Regions from separate parts of the Danio rerio genome. Here region 2 is linked to region 1. The links are chromatin contacts, called in public Hi-C maps. All regions are on one chromosome and are shown on one strand. The core of a region is the stretch at or near the end of the contact, and the rest is flanking DNA. Distances in the headings are between cores, read along the strand shown.

Evidence for each region. Hi-C and Micro-C count contacts between places; a contact is called where the count stands out from the background.
Region 2: a contact with region 1 is called in a Hi-C map of an unstated tissue, with 3 times the contacts expected there. The contact joins two enhancer-like sites. A contact is called at or near these places in 2 of 18 Hi-C or Micro-C datasets (caudal fin and an unstated tissue).

The regions. Positions count from the first base shown.
Region 1 is chr3:10,992,363-10,998,770 of GRCz12tu, forward strand. tedc2 (tubulin epsilon and delta complex 2) reads left to right here. Exons shown (of 10, transcript XM_073944170.1): 9 at 161-348; 10 at 3,337-4,229. The coding sequence ends at 3,477. Among named protein-coding and RNA genes, the nearest start is that of tedc2, 18 kb to the left of the region's middle. Within about 2 kb of position 3,484, at least 4 of the 62 cell types and tissues checked have an H3K27ac peak or open chromatin away from gene starts, as enhancers often do.
Region 2 is chr3:11,033,614-11,040,650 of GRCz12tu, forward strand. No RefSeq gene overlaps it. Among named protein-coding and RNA genes, the nearest start is that of ccnf, 20 kb to the right of the region's middle. Within about 2 kb of position 4,643, at least 10 of the 62 cell types and tissues checked have an H3K27ac peak or open chromatin away from gene starts, as enhancers often do.

The DNA of each region.
Region 1 (6,408 bases), core at 2,234-4,733:
AAATCCACCAGAGACCCAATTATATCACTTAAATCTCTTTCATGATGTATCCTTTAAGACATTTCTATTTTTTTTTGCAGTTTACTTCAGGTTGGATTATATGGCTTGATAAACTGGATATTTCAAATGCAGTAATACAGAAACCCCTTGTGTTCCTCAGATTGGGAGAGGTGGGATAAGTGGAGCTCCAGGTGTCTGTGTCCTGTTCGCAGGAGAGGTGAATGGGTTGACCGTGATGGATCCGTCCTGCCGCCAGTCCTGTCCTACACCAGTGAGGAGGAACTAAGAGAACTGGAGAGACAAAAGCTTAGAGTAGAGCAACTTCAGCAGGCCCTTCATCTACAGCAGGTTTCAGTAACATCCATTGTTTTATGTACATTTTGGAATAGTTTGTCTATCATTCCTTTGCATAGACTTAACACTTAAATCTGCACCATTATATTCAAGAAATACATTTTTCCCCTACATTTGGACTAAACAAGGTGTCTTAAGCAACTAGTTTAAAAAGCTTAACTAGCAATTAGCTTTGGTTCCATCCATCATTTTTATTTTTTTTATTCCAACATGCATTTTAAAAACATGTGCTCAATTGAGTCGAATCATTTGTTTTGTTTATCCATCTCAAATATATATATTTTTTTATTTTACACATTTTTTATTGGTATTTAACTAGGCCATACGTGGTAGTACAAAATACAGAACAAGAAAAATCACAGACCGTCTTGGTTTTCTTATTTTCCTACTGTCCCCTCAAAATAAACTAAAATTAAATGTATTTATTAAAAACAAACATATATTTAAAAAAAAGAGAAAAAAACAACAATGCAAAATAATAAAAAAGCAAGGTTATAAAAAAGTAAATAAGAGTAAAAAAGATCCCTTCAAGGAGTCAATATTCCCTCTTTCCAGTAGTTTACAGTGTAATTGAGCTGATATCACGGTAAGCCGCTGGTATAATCTAAAACTTGATGCCAGGTCTTGTAAAAGGATTTTATGCAGCTTTTTATTTCAAGATTTCTCAGATCAACAGATTTCTCGTGTTTCCATCTCTAATATATATTTAAAAAATATCTGAGCAGAATACATTTGTAAAGTTATCTTTCATAATTGTCTAGCATGACAGTGTTGCGTGCCACTAACAGTGAATGCACACACAATTTAAAACAGGAACACATTTTTCACAACTTCTGGAAGCAAGAGCTTAAATAGTTTTAAGGAGATTGTCCTGAGGTTTTCTGGGATGTGATTCTTCTATATAAATACAGATTTTCATATTTTCTAAGCTCAATGAGGTGACCTTTGCAATTTGTCTGTGCTTTTTTTTTCAACTCTCACCTTTGCATTTGTTATTATCCTCAGCAAGTAATCTGTTCTTATGTCTTAATTTATTAAATGTAATACCTGAAAGTGTCTTAAGTTTAGATTATATTACAAATGTATATAAAAGTATATTTAGCATTAATTTAAACTATCAAAAAGTAGGGATGGTCAATGCAGTGGCGCAGTAGGTAGTGCTGTCGCCTCACAGCAAGAAGGTCGCTGATTCGAACCTCGGCTCAGTTGGCGTTTCTGTGTTGAGTTTGCATGTTCAACCTGCGTTCGCGTGGGTTTCCTCTGGGTGCTCCAGTTTCTCTCACAGTCCAAAGACATGCGGTACAGGTGAATTGGGTAGTGTATGAGTGTGAATAAGTGTGTGTGTGTGTGTATGTGGATGTTTCCCAGAGATGGGTTGCTGGAAGGGCATCCGCTGCATAAAAAAGTGCTGGATAAGTTGGCGGTTCATTCCGCTGTGGCGACCTCGGATTAATAAAGGGACTAAGCCGAAAAGAAAATGAATGAACGAATGAATGAATGAATGAATGAATGAATGAATGAATGAATGAATGAATGAAAAAGCAGGGACTAAGCCGAAGGAAAGTGAAAGTGGTAAACTCTTAGCAATGTGGCCTATCTTTTCAGGGGGGAATGTTAAAGTATTTTAGGCTGCTCATTTCAACTGGACTTAGTATTTTTTCTTAGTTCGATATGTCGGCTAATTAGTAGCTTATTAATCACGTGGAATAAAGAGTCTACTAAGTTACAGGAAAAATTATATTCTATGGACATAAGAGAACTAACCGAGTTAGTGGTGCCATCTAGTGGTGGTGTATGAATCTGTCCTGACATAGAAGTATAAGTATAAACCTATTAAATATTAGTTAGGTGACTATTAAACTGCTAAACATGATAAAATAAAAAAAGTAACTTCAATTTTGTGGCCAATATCAAATATTTATATAAAGAATATTAGTTATTATATTTTTAGAATATAAAAATTCTAAAAATATATTATTATTATTATTATTATTTAAATTATTATTATTATTATTTAAAAAACACACACATATATATATATATATATATATATATATATATATATATATATATATATATATATATATATATATATATATATATATATATATATATATATATATATTTGCTTTCTTTTTCTATTGAATTTATATTTCTCCAAAATGTAGATTCTTGCCGTTATTATTTTTGTTATATATATATATATATAGACACACACACACACACATATATATAGGCACGCGCCTCCCACCAGTGCTGATATAAAGCCATATCGCACCGCTGTGAGTTTATTTAGATTATATTCAGCAGCAAATCAGCACATTATAATGATTTATAAAGCATCATATGACACTAAATATTAGAGTAGTGGCTCCTTTTTTAAAAATCAATATAAAATGATATTTAACATTTTAAAAATATTGCAATTTGTTTTACTCATTTTCTGTGTATTAAAGGGGACCTATTATGCAAAAAATGACTTTTATAAGGGGTTTAAACAGTTGTTTGGTAAAAGTCTGTGAATATAACCAACTCTAATGGTGAAGGTTAAATTGTATTTTTTATAATCCCACTTGATAAAAACAGTCTGCAGAAACACCTTGATTGACATTTTTCCTTTGGTGTCATCAGAGGGAGAAAAGCCCCGCCCACTAGTAACAATCCCTCCCTCATTAGCATAAGGTGTTAGTCTTGTTTTTGAATCTGCCACTATGCAGACACATAGGCATTTATAGCTCCGCCCTCTTATGAAAAAGAGCACAATCTCATTTGTATTTAAAGCCACAGTCATCAAAGTGCCACAACTAGGACCAAAGCCTAAAAGTGGGCAGTTTCAAACAGCTATAAAACCTTATTTGTGTTGTATTTTAAGCTGAATTTACTCATATAACCTGTATGGACATCAGAGACTTATTTTACATCTTGTAAAAAGGGGCATAATAGATCCCCTTTAATAAATTCTGCATTGTTTTCTGTTTACAGGCAATGTCCGATAGCCTTGCGGGTTTCTGGGACTGCCCTCCTGGTGGAGAACGGTCCAGCGCTGTAGCTTTGCGTGGTCTGTACTCTCTTCTGGCGGAGGGAGGCATTCAGTTCCCATTGCTGGTTTTGGATTCAGAGTGAGACTTGCTCGAAAAACAAGACTGTATTTCATGGTTGATCCGCTGCATTCCAAGAAGCACAGCAGGGAGGTATATCTACAAGCTGACACCAAACCATCTCCAAAACTCTAAACAAGTTCTCTGAGCGCGTTTGTCTTTTAATGGGTCACACGAGCGACTGCAGCTGCTGTTCACAAACTCGAATAAAGCTTCCAGCTGACGTCTCTCAGGATCCGTGAGTGAGGATTTCATTTCGTTTCGTGTCACACTCCTCCATCCAGCAAGCATTATCCTCTATTACTGCCTTTATGTGGCTTTCTGATGAGCTCTTCCTGTATGAATTCATTACTCAGCCTGCCAAACCACTGGCGTCTTTTGAATACTAATGACATCCCTGCTTAAACAACAGCAACAAAAACATCACAGACTTCTAATTATTTTAAAGTCCGCATGAAATTAAATTTGAAATGTTAGTTTTGCTAGCTTACGTTGTTATTCTTACACTGTATCCTAACATGACACGATGCAAGATTCTAGCGACAAGCGATTTGTTTGTTTGCACCAAAAGCAACGACACACGACAGAAGCATTTAAATATCAGCCACTGCACAAAAGGGTGAATGTTTTTAATCTAATTAATACATATTAAATAATGATAATAATACAAATTTTGTATTTGTTTTGGCGTCACGGTGGCGCAATGGGTAACACGATTGCCTAATGCCTACTTTAGACTGCATGATTTTAGCCCCGATTATGACTCGCCGACAAGTTTTGAGAAATCGCGACAAATTTCTGAAATCACAGGCAAATCAGTGCTTGTGCACGTGAGTGACAATCACACAGTATGAACTATCAAAGACACGATCTGAGAGAATCGCCGATGAGTCGCCGATGCCTGTGAGAAATTTGGCGTGCTTAATATCTGGAACTTTCGGCGATTCAAATCATGCCGTGTGAAATGAGTTTTGACTGAATATAACATCAGCGATCGCCTACAGCCAATGAGAGAGCGGCATTCACTTGTGTGTGTACCTGCAGGTCAGCGGGAGGTTGGGGGAGAAGTTAAAAGCTCTCATTTTCAGTTTATTTGGACCCAAGAAATGGAGGAAAAAACTAGTGTGTTTGACGTTTCATACAGAAAGTAAAAAAAGAAAGTTGAGGAGACAGTGCTAATTCCATTCAAACCCAGGTTAGCAAATATTTACATTTTCTACCCCATTACAGGCTTCTTTCTTGTTATATAGTTAATAACAAAAGATATACCTCATGTTTTTGGCTGTGGGACGTAGTTTGGACAATGTTGTCGGTGATTCTTCCTATTGTAAAGTCATGCAATGTGAAAGCCCCTTTTGCCGATCCATTTGCAGTGTAAACAAAGCAGCGACAAAACGCTAGCCCAGATAGTCATGCAGTGTGAAAACATCAGTGACACGACTACTTTGAAAATCATGCAGTCTGAACTCGGCGTAACAGCAAGAGGGTCACCGGTTCGAACCCTGGCTGGTTCAGTTGGCATTTCTGTGTGGAGTTTACATGTTCTCCCCATGTTTGCATGGGTTTAATAAGCTAAATTGGCCATAGTGTATGTGTGTGAATGCAAGTGTGTATGGGTGTTTCCCGGTGTTGGGTTGCAGCCGGAAGGGCATCCACTACGTAAAACATATGCTGGATAAGTCGGCGTAAAACATATGCTGGATAAGTCGGCGTAAAACATATGCTGGATAAGTCGGCGTAAAACATATGCTGGATTAGTTGGCGTAAAACATATGCTGGATAAGTTCATTCCGCTGTGGCAAATTCTCAGTCAACCTGAGAATTTCCATAGCAATTGTATATTAATTTCCTTAACCACGCCACTCTTATTGTTAGTTTGCAGTGAGTTTCCAATGAAAGAATGATGCGCAAAAGAAAGCCCCACTTTCTGCTCAATATTCAGTTTCAGTTGGAAGTACATCAACATACTGAACTAAAAGTCAAAGCAACTTTCGGGTCATGTGGACTTTACGTTATACACTCACTGGCCACTTTATTAGGTACACCTGTCCAACTGCTCTTTAATGCAAATTTCTAATCAGCCAATCACATGGCAGCAACTCTGGCCGAATGGAGGAGAAAGACGATTTAAGTGACTCTGAACGTGGCATGGTTGTTGGTGCTATTCGCACAGGCTCACCAAAATTGGACATTAGAAGTGTGGAAAAACATTGCCTGGTCTGATGAGTCTCGATTTTCTGCGCTATTCGGATGGTAGGGTCAGAATTTGGTGTCAACAACATGAAAGCATGGATCCATCTTGCCCTGTATCAACGGTTCAGACTGGTGGTGGTGGTGTGGTGGTGTAATGGGGGGGGGTTATATTTTTGGCACTATTTGGGTCCATTACCACTAATTGAGCATGGTGTCAATGCCACAGTCTACCTAAGTATTGTTGCTGACCATGTCCATCTCTTTGTGACTACAGTGTACCCATCTTCTGATGGCTACTTCCAGCTAGATAACGCGCCGATCATTAATCATCTCAGACTGGTTTCTTAAACATGACAATAGGTTCACTGTACTCAAATGGCCTCCACAGTCACCGGAATTCAATCCAATAGAGCACCTTTGGGATGTGGTGGAACGGAAGATTCACATCATAGATGAGCAGCCGACAAATCTGCAGCAACTGCATGATGCTATCATGTCAGCATGGACCAAAATCTCTAAATAATTTTTGCAGTACCTTATTTCTAGTAATGTGTACCTAATAAAGTGGCCTGTGAGTGTAGGTTATAATGGAAATCATATTGGGTTTAATGGATTAGTCTCGTGAGACTCTAATGATTATGTATTGCCTTCTGATGGTGGCGTGCTAGAACTAATTCATCTTAATGAAATATGTAAAAAACATTGGAATCAATTACTGATTTTAAATGGATAGATCACAACTAAAAATGTAATTCTGTCCTCA
Region 2 (7,037 bases), core at 3,393-5,892, 42 kb after region 1:
ACTTCTATACAGCTTAAAGTGACATTTAAAGGCTTAACTAGGTTAATAAAGTGAACTAGGCAGGTTAATGTAATTAGTCAAGTTATTGTATATTAATGGTTTGTTCTGTAGACTATCGAAAAAAAAAATAGCTTAAAGGGGCTAATAAGTTTGTCCCAAAAATAGTTTTTAAAAAATTAAAAACTGCTTTTATTCTTGCCGAAATAAAACAAATAAGACTTTCTCCAGAAGAAAAAATATTATCCGACATACTGTGAAAATTTCCTTGCTCTGTTAAACATTATGTTCCCCCCCCCCCCAAATATTTCCTAAATGATATTTCACAGAGCAAGGAATTTTTCTATTCCTATTTTCTAATTTATTATAATACTTTATATTATAAAGAAAGCCTTATTAAAGCTATTATTTCGGCTAGGGTAAAAGCAGTTTTAATTTAAAGATATGTATATTTTAAGGTCAATATTATTAGTTTCCTTCAGCGATATATATATATATATATTTTAAACTGTCTACAGCACAAACCATTGTTATACAATGACTTGCCTAATTACCCTAACCTGCCTAGTTAACCTAATTACCCTAGTTAAACCTTTAAATGTCTCTTTAAGCTGTATAGAAGTGTCTTGAAAAATATCTAGTCGACTATTATTTACTGTTATCATGGCAAAGATAATGTTATTAGTTATTAGTTATAAGAGATGAGGTATTAAAACTAATGTTTAGAAATGTGTTCTCTCCGGTAAACAGAAATTGGAGAAAAAAATATTCAGGAGGGCAAAAATTTAGGAGGGCTAATAATTCAGGTGGGCTAATAATTTTAACTTCAACTGTGGATGCGGCATATCTATATCGTGTTGAGCCCTGAGGGGTGTTTGTGTGTAAAAATGTAATAGCTTCTCCCCTCGGCTTTTGTTTCTGGTTGATCTATATGGCTAACTCTAGCCCTGCAGGCAGATCTATAAATATCTTCAGAGAGAGAAAAAAAAAATAGAGAGAGACAGAATGAGTCACAGGGATTCTCTCTGTAATGCTGCTTCTCTCTTTCTCTCTGCATGTGTGCACATCTCCAAAAAAAAAACGTAATGAAGTTTGAGCTTTGAACGTGATTTTGTTTGGCCACAGGCTTGCGAACAGGAAACAAACACTGACGCTTTTGATACCTCCACAGCTCGAAATGTTTGAAACTAGCAGAATAGATGATGTTTTATCAACCTGAATGAACCGCTCTTGCGTTCAACTCCTATGGGCTGCCTGTTTTTTTGCAGGCCAAGTGTTAAATCTGAGATAAGTGACTTGGACGTCACAGCCACGGCCAATGGAAAAACAATCTCGATTTGTAAATCCAAAAGCATGTAGCGAATAATCCCTGCTGTCAGCTGAAGGGGGTTTCAGTCAGAGACTCCATCTACTGGACACACGAGTGTGCTGCGTGTGTTTTCACATGAGAAATCCTTCAGTTCTAACCACCAAAGATCTGCTGTTAGATATTTTTTTGTGATGACAAGCTTGAGGGGCTAAAAGAAAGACATCACATTTCAGAAAAATAAGATTATACCAACACTTAAGTGTGCTGGTGGTAGTAATGTGATAGTCTGGGGCTTTTTTGCTGCTCCAGGACCTGGAGGATTTGCTGCGATAAATGAAAGCATGAATTCTGCTGTGCACCAACATGTCCTGAAGGAGAATGTCTGGACATCTGCTAGTGACCTCAAGCTTAAGCGAACTTGGGTTTTGCAGCAGGTCCAAAGCACACCAGCAAGTCTACTTCTTAGTGGCTGAAGAAAAACAAAATGAAGACTTTGGAGTGGCCTAGTCAACGTCCTGAGCTCAATCCAATTGAGATTCTAGACAAGGATCCAAAGCACACCAGCAAGTCCACTTCTGAATAGCTGAAGAAAAACAAAATAAAGACTTTGGAGTGGCCTAGTCAACGTCCTGAACTTAATCCGATTGAGATTCTGGACAAGGATCCAAAGCACCCCAGCAAGTCCACTTCTGAATTACTGAAGAAAAACTAAATAAAGACTTTGGAGTGGCCTAGTCAACGTCCCAAGATAGGCTCATTCTGAAAACGTAGCCCTATATGTATTTTTGGAGACTGAGAATTATTTAGCCAGAAGTATGTATGGCTGCATTTCGTTTTCAAAACAAATGCTACGGGGCGGTATGACACTCTTCCTTTTCTCGCTTACCTGCTGACTGCTTACCTCCGTATGGGCGGCTTTCCCGATGGTACCAGTTTATCCAGTAGCTCGCCATTTACATCGACATACTTGAAACGCAGAGAGGAGTTGACCAAGATGACAGGGTTCAAGTCTGGCAAAGACCGGTTCCAGAAGGCGGGTAAGACAAAAATAGAAGCCAAAAAATAAAAAAATCAAGTAAATAACAGGGTGAGAATGTGGTAAAATTTTAAAACGTGGTAAAAAATCAGGAGAGGGCTTCTCTTTTTCTGGATTGCTTAATAAAACACTGCGGTTGGATTTGGGGAAGTGGGTGATCGGATCAATCTGTGCTTTTGAAAACACTATTTGTTGGGTGGCACTCGTGAGGGAAATTTGAGATCTGAAAAAGTGTACACATCTGCCTCTGGTAGATTTGCAAAAACAAAAACTGAAAAAAAAAAAAAAAAAAAACGTAGCTCAGATGTATTTGGCGCTCTCCAGAAATGTATATAGCGGTACGTTTTTTAGAATGAGCCTAGAATGAGTCTTGACCTGAATCCAATTGAGATGCTGTGGCATGACCTCAAAAAGGCGGTTCATGCTCCAAAACCCAACCACCATATTTTCTCCGCAGCGCTGTAACAGACTCATTGCAAGTAATTGAAAATGCTTGACTGCAGTTCTTGCTAAAGGAAGGTTCAGGGGGCAAACACTTTTTCACACAATACTACGTATGTAGTTTTGTATTTCGTTTTCCCCTAATAATAATTATAAAAGAAAATGTTTATTTAAGAACTGCATGATGTGTTTACTTGTTATCTTTAACTAATATTTAAATTAGTTTGATGATCTGAAACATTAAAGTGCGACAAACATACAAAAAAAAATATATATATATATATATATAATATAAGAAATCAGCAAGAATTCATCTATCAAATCTTTAATTTTCTATTTTCTATTGGATTCAGGTCAGGTGATTGGCTGGGCCATTCTACAGCTTGATTTTCTTTCTCTGAAAACATTTAAGAGTTTTCTTGGCTGTGTTTTGCATTAATAGCTATGTTTCCATCCAAAAATGCGAATAAACTTTATGCGCAAAGCTGGATTATCGCATAAAAGTTGTGCGAATGAAGCATCTTTTCCATCCGACTAGTCAAAGCGAACAAAATCGTCACTTCCTGATTAACTGGCGCCAAATATCAACAGTAAAAACTGCATTTGCTGCAGTAGGAGAAGCTGCATCAATCTTTTCTAAATGAATCCGCCTCAGAAGACAATCCTGACAAGCAGTGAGCGCGCAGTGGCGGTTGAAGGTGTCAGACGCAAAGCACAGGCGCTCTTGATTCTGGAGGTCATTAATAATATAATAACTGAAATGGTAAGGTGTTTCAAAATGACCAAAACAACACTTCAGATGTTTTATAAAGTGCTCAGCCTGACGTTTTGTCCATTCACACACATTTTAAGCATCACATGATCTCTTAACAAAATCACATGACCTTTTTTAATGCGCATGCTGGAGTTTGTGCGGTAAAAGTGTGTCCATCGCAGTTTATACGCATCTTTTCTTATCGAATAAAAAGTTTATCCTACCCAGTTAGGCGCATAAGTTGTTTATGCGCATTTGCAAAATGAAAATGCGCATAAAATAGGTGGATGGAAACAAAGCTATTGTCTTGCTGAAATGTTCATTCTGGTTTCATCTTCATCCTCCTGCTAATGTAGATGTTGGACTGAAGCAGCTCACATTCATTTACACTAACGAAAGGCAGAAGATGCTGAAGAACTACTGAGAAATTTCAGCTGCTGTCTGGGCTTTCCATGTCTTTCCACGCCTCCCTTTCTTCATGTGTTCAACCCTTTTTCCCTGTGTCATTTCATGTTATTACACATAACTTCATTTGTAAACTAATTAGATTTGTTTTCTTTGTGCAAATATGGATTTCTTTAGTTGTTACAAACATCCAAGGAAAACGTCAAGTCATCAGCAATTTTAGGAATACTTATTTTCCCCGCTGTATATATTATATGTTCACTTTAACTTTTCCAGTCTCACTCCTGCATTTGCAATACTGTTTGAAAAGTACATGACATAAGTAATCGGATCCACAATACTTTTTTTCCCCCTACATTTATTAATCAGACATTACAAAAGCACTTTCCTCAGGATCGATACAGTGCTGTTATCATCTCTACCGCGTGAGAAATCCATTACCAACCCGAGTCTCTTTCTTACTGCATCCTCTCGCTTTTCCACTTCCCAAATGGACTCTAGCACTTTACCAAGCCACAGGTAATTGCTCCCAAACGGAGCGTCCCGGGCCTTCCCGAGCTCCAGCTAGCGTGTGAATGCTGGAGCAGGAAACAGGTTGATTTAGGGAAAAGGGGAAAAGGCCACAGGAGGCGAGTGATGGTCAGGCTAGATTACAGGAATGCTGGCAGTGAAGCGTTTTTCCCTCTGCGATCCGCCCAGTCTTGAGCACGGCTGGACGCTGAACTCTCCGATCAATTACAGCGGCTCCCTTTCCTGCCTTCTTCAGCACAACTGCTTCCTCTCCCAGCGCTGAGAAAAGAGGGCGGCTTTTAAAAATAGGGCACGTTTCGCTCCACTGTAACCTGTTAATTGAGTAGTGATAAAAGCTCCTCTTTTTCTACAAAAATAAAATCGTTTTGGGAGTATTGCCTTAAGATTTTAAGGAAACACTTTAGTTTAACACTCCAGCTATTTTAGAGTGGAACAATTCACACTAGTACCTATTCAACCCAGGCTCATTTTGAAAGCGTACCACTATATACATTTGTGGAGAGTGCCAAATACGTCCCAGGAGCTACGTTATTTTGCAGTTTTTGCTAATTCACTAGAGTTGTGGATCATTTTAGAGATCTCAAATGACTCTTGCTAGTGCCATTCTTGCCTGCTGTTCTCGCGTAAATCTACCAGAGGCCGCTGTTGATTGACTGACTGACCAACCCTCCTTCTTCCCTAAACCCAACCAATAGTGTTTTCAAAAGCACCGACCATGATTGTTATTAGGATATTAACTGTTTATTAACACTTAGAAAGTAAGAGCTTATTCTACATCCCTAATCCAAAACCTAAACCCAACTACTACAGTGTGAAAGCTGCCGGGTTCCACACAATCGATTTGTGTTAGGACAATGTGAAGGAATTAAGTTTTGTCATAAGTTTTCACAAATTTTGGTGGATTGAACTTAAAATGATTGAGTTGTTCCTTTAAAAAAAACTCAAGATTTGTGTTATTTCAGCTCATTTTAAAAAAAGTTCTGGTTTATTAATGGTTTGTTAATAGTGTGAATAAGTGTTAATAATACAATAAAGTAAAGTGTGACTGATTTGTATTGTTATCATTACTAATAAAAGTAAAATGAGACACATACACACAGTTGAAGTCAGAATTATTAGCTCCCCTGTTTATTTTTTCGCCAATTTCTGAACGGAAAATATTTTTTCAACACATTTCTAAACATAATAGTTTTAATAACTCATCTCTAATAACTGATTCATTTTATCTTTGCCATGATGACAGTAAATAATATTTGACTAGATATTTTTCAAGACACTTCTATACAGCTTAAAGTGACATTTATAGGTTTAATTAGGTTAACTAGGCAGGTTTGGGTAATTAGGCAAGTTATTGTATAACGATGGTTTGTTCTGTAGACTATCGAAAAAATGTATAACTTAAAGGGGCTAATAATTTTGACCTTAAAATGATGTTCAAAAAATTAAAAAAAAAGCTTTTATTCTAGCCGAAATAAAACAAATAAGACTTTCTCTAGAAGAAAAAATATTATCAGACATTATCAGAAATCTTCTCTCTGTTAGGCAGAAAAAAAACAGGGGGGCTAATAATTCTGACTTTTACTGTGCATATATTTAACATTTCTTTATTTAACATTTCTATACATGAAACTGACTAATATATTAGTTCAATATTTATTGGGCAACTAGAGCAAATAAGTGGCCTTTTTGTTTTAATATCTAGAAATGTTAACTTGTTTTTACTATGAATCATTTGACTTTTTTTTTCTGAATTCAGGATTATTATGTGAGTTTCTGTCATCAGAGTGTGTTGCAGCTGGTTACCAAGGTGATGGTAAGCAGTATTTAGCATTGATCTATAAATATATTCTCTTTTATAGAACAGTAGTATTTAGGTTTGTGCTTCCAGCTGCAGCTGGAAGTTAACAAGAAATATTTGTATTATTTATTAAATTATGCATTAATTGTATTTTTTAACATCTACCCCTACTCCAATCCTAAACCCAACCATTACAGTAATGTAAAAGCAGTAATTATACTGAGTATTACTCATGTTATTTATGAAATTACCCATCAAATTGTATTTTATTAACGTCTAGGCCTACCCCAATCCTGAACTCAACCATCACAGTAATCTAAAAGCAGTAATTATACTGAGTATCACTCATATTATTTATGAAATTACCCATTAAATTGTATTTTATTAACGTCTATCCCTACCCCAATCAGTGTTTTGGCAGATGTAGCTGACTGATACCAGCCCAGAAACTAACCACTGAAAAATAAAAGGCACAGCCCAACAATATGTAGGCTATAATAACCAGTTGAGAGGCTGAGGAGGGAGTGTTTTCTTATTGGGAGATCTCAACTGTTGTAAGCATTTGTACAGTATGTGAAGAACAGGGTTATGGCATCTCTTTGGGAGATCATAACAGGTTTATAAGTGAAGACCGGGGCTTTTGCCTTTGCAAAACCGCTCAAATATTCACTACCCGCCTATGTCATTTTTTTTACAAGCAAAAACAAATTCAAAACCGCCCAATCTGGCAACACTGACCCCCCTGAACCCAACTATCACAGTAATC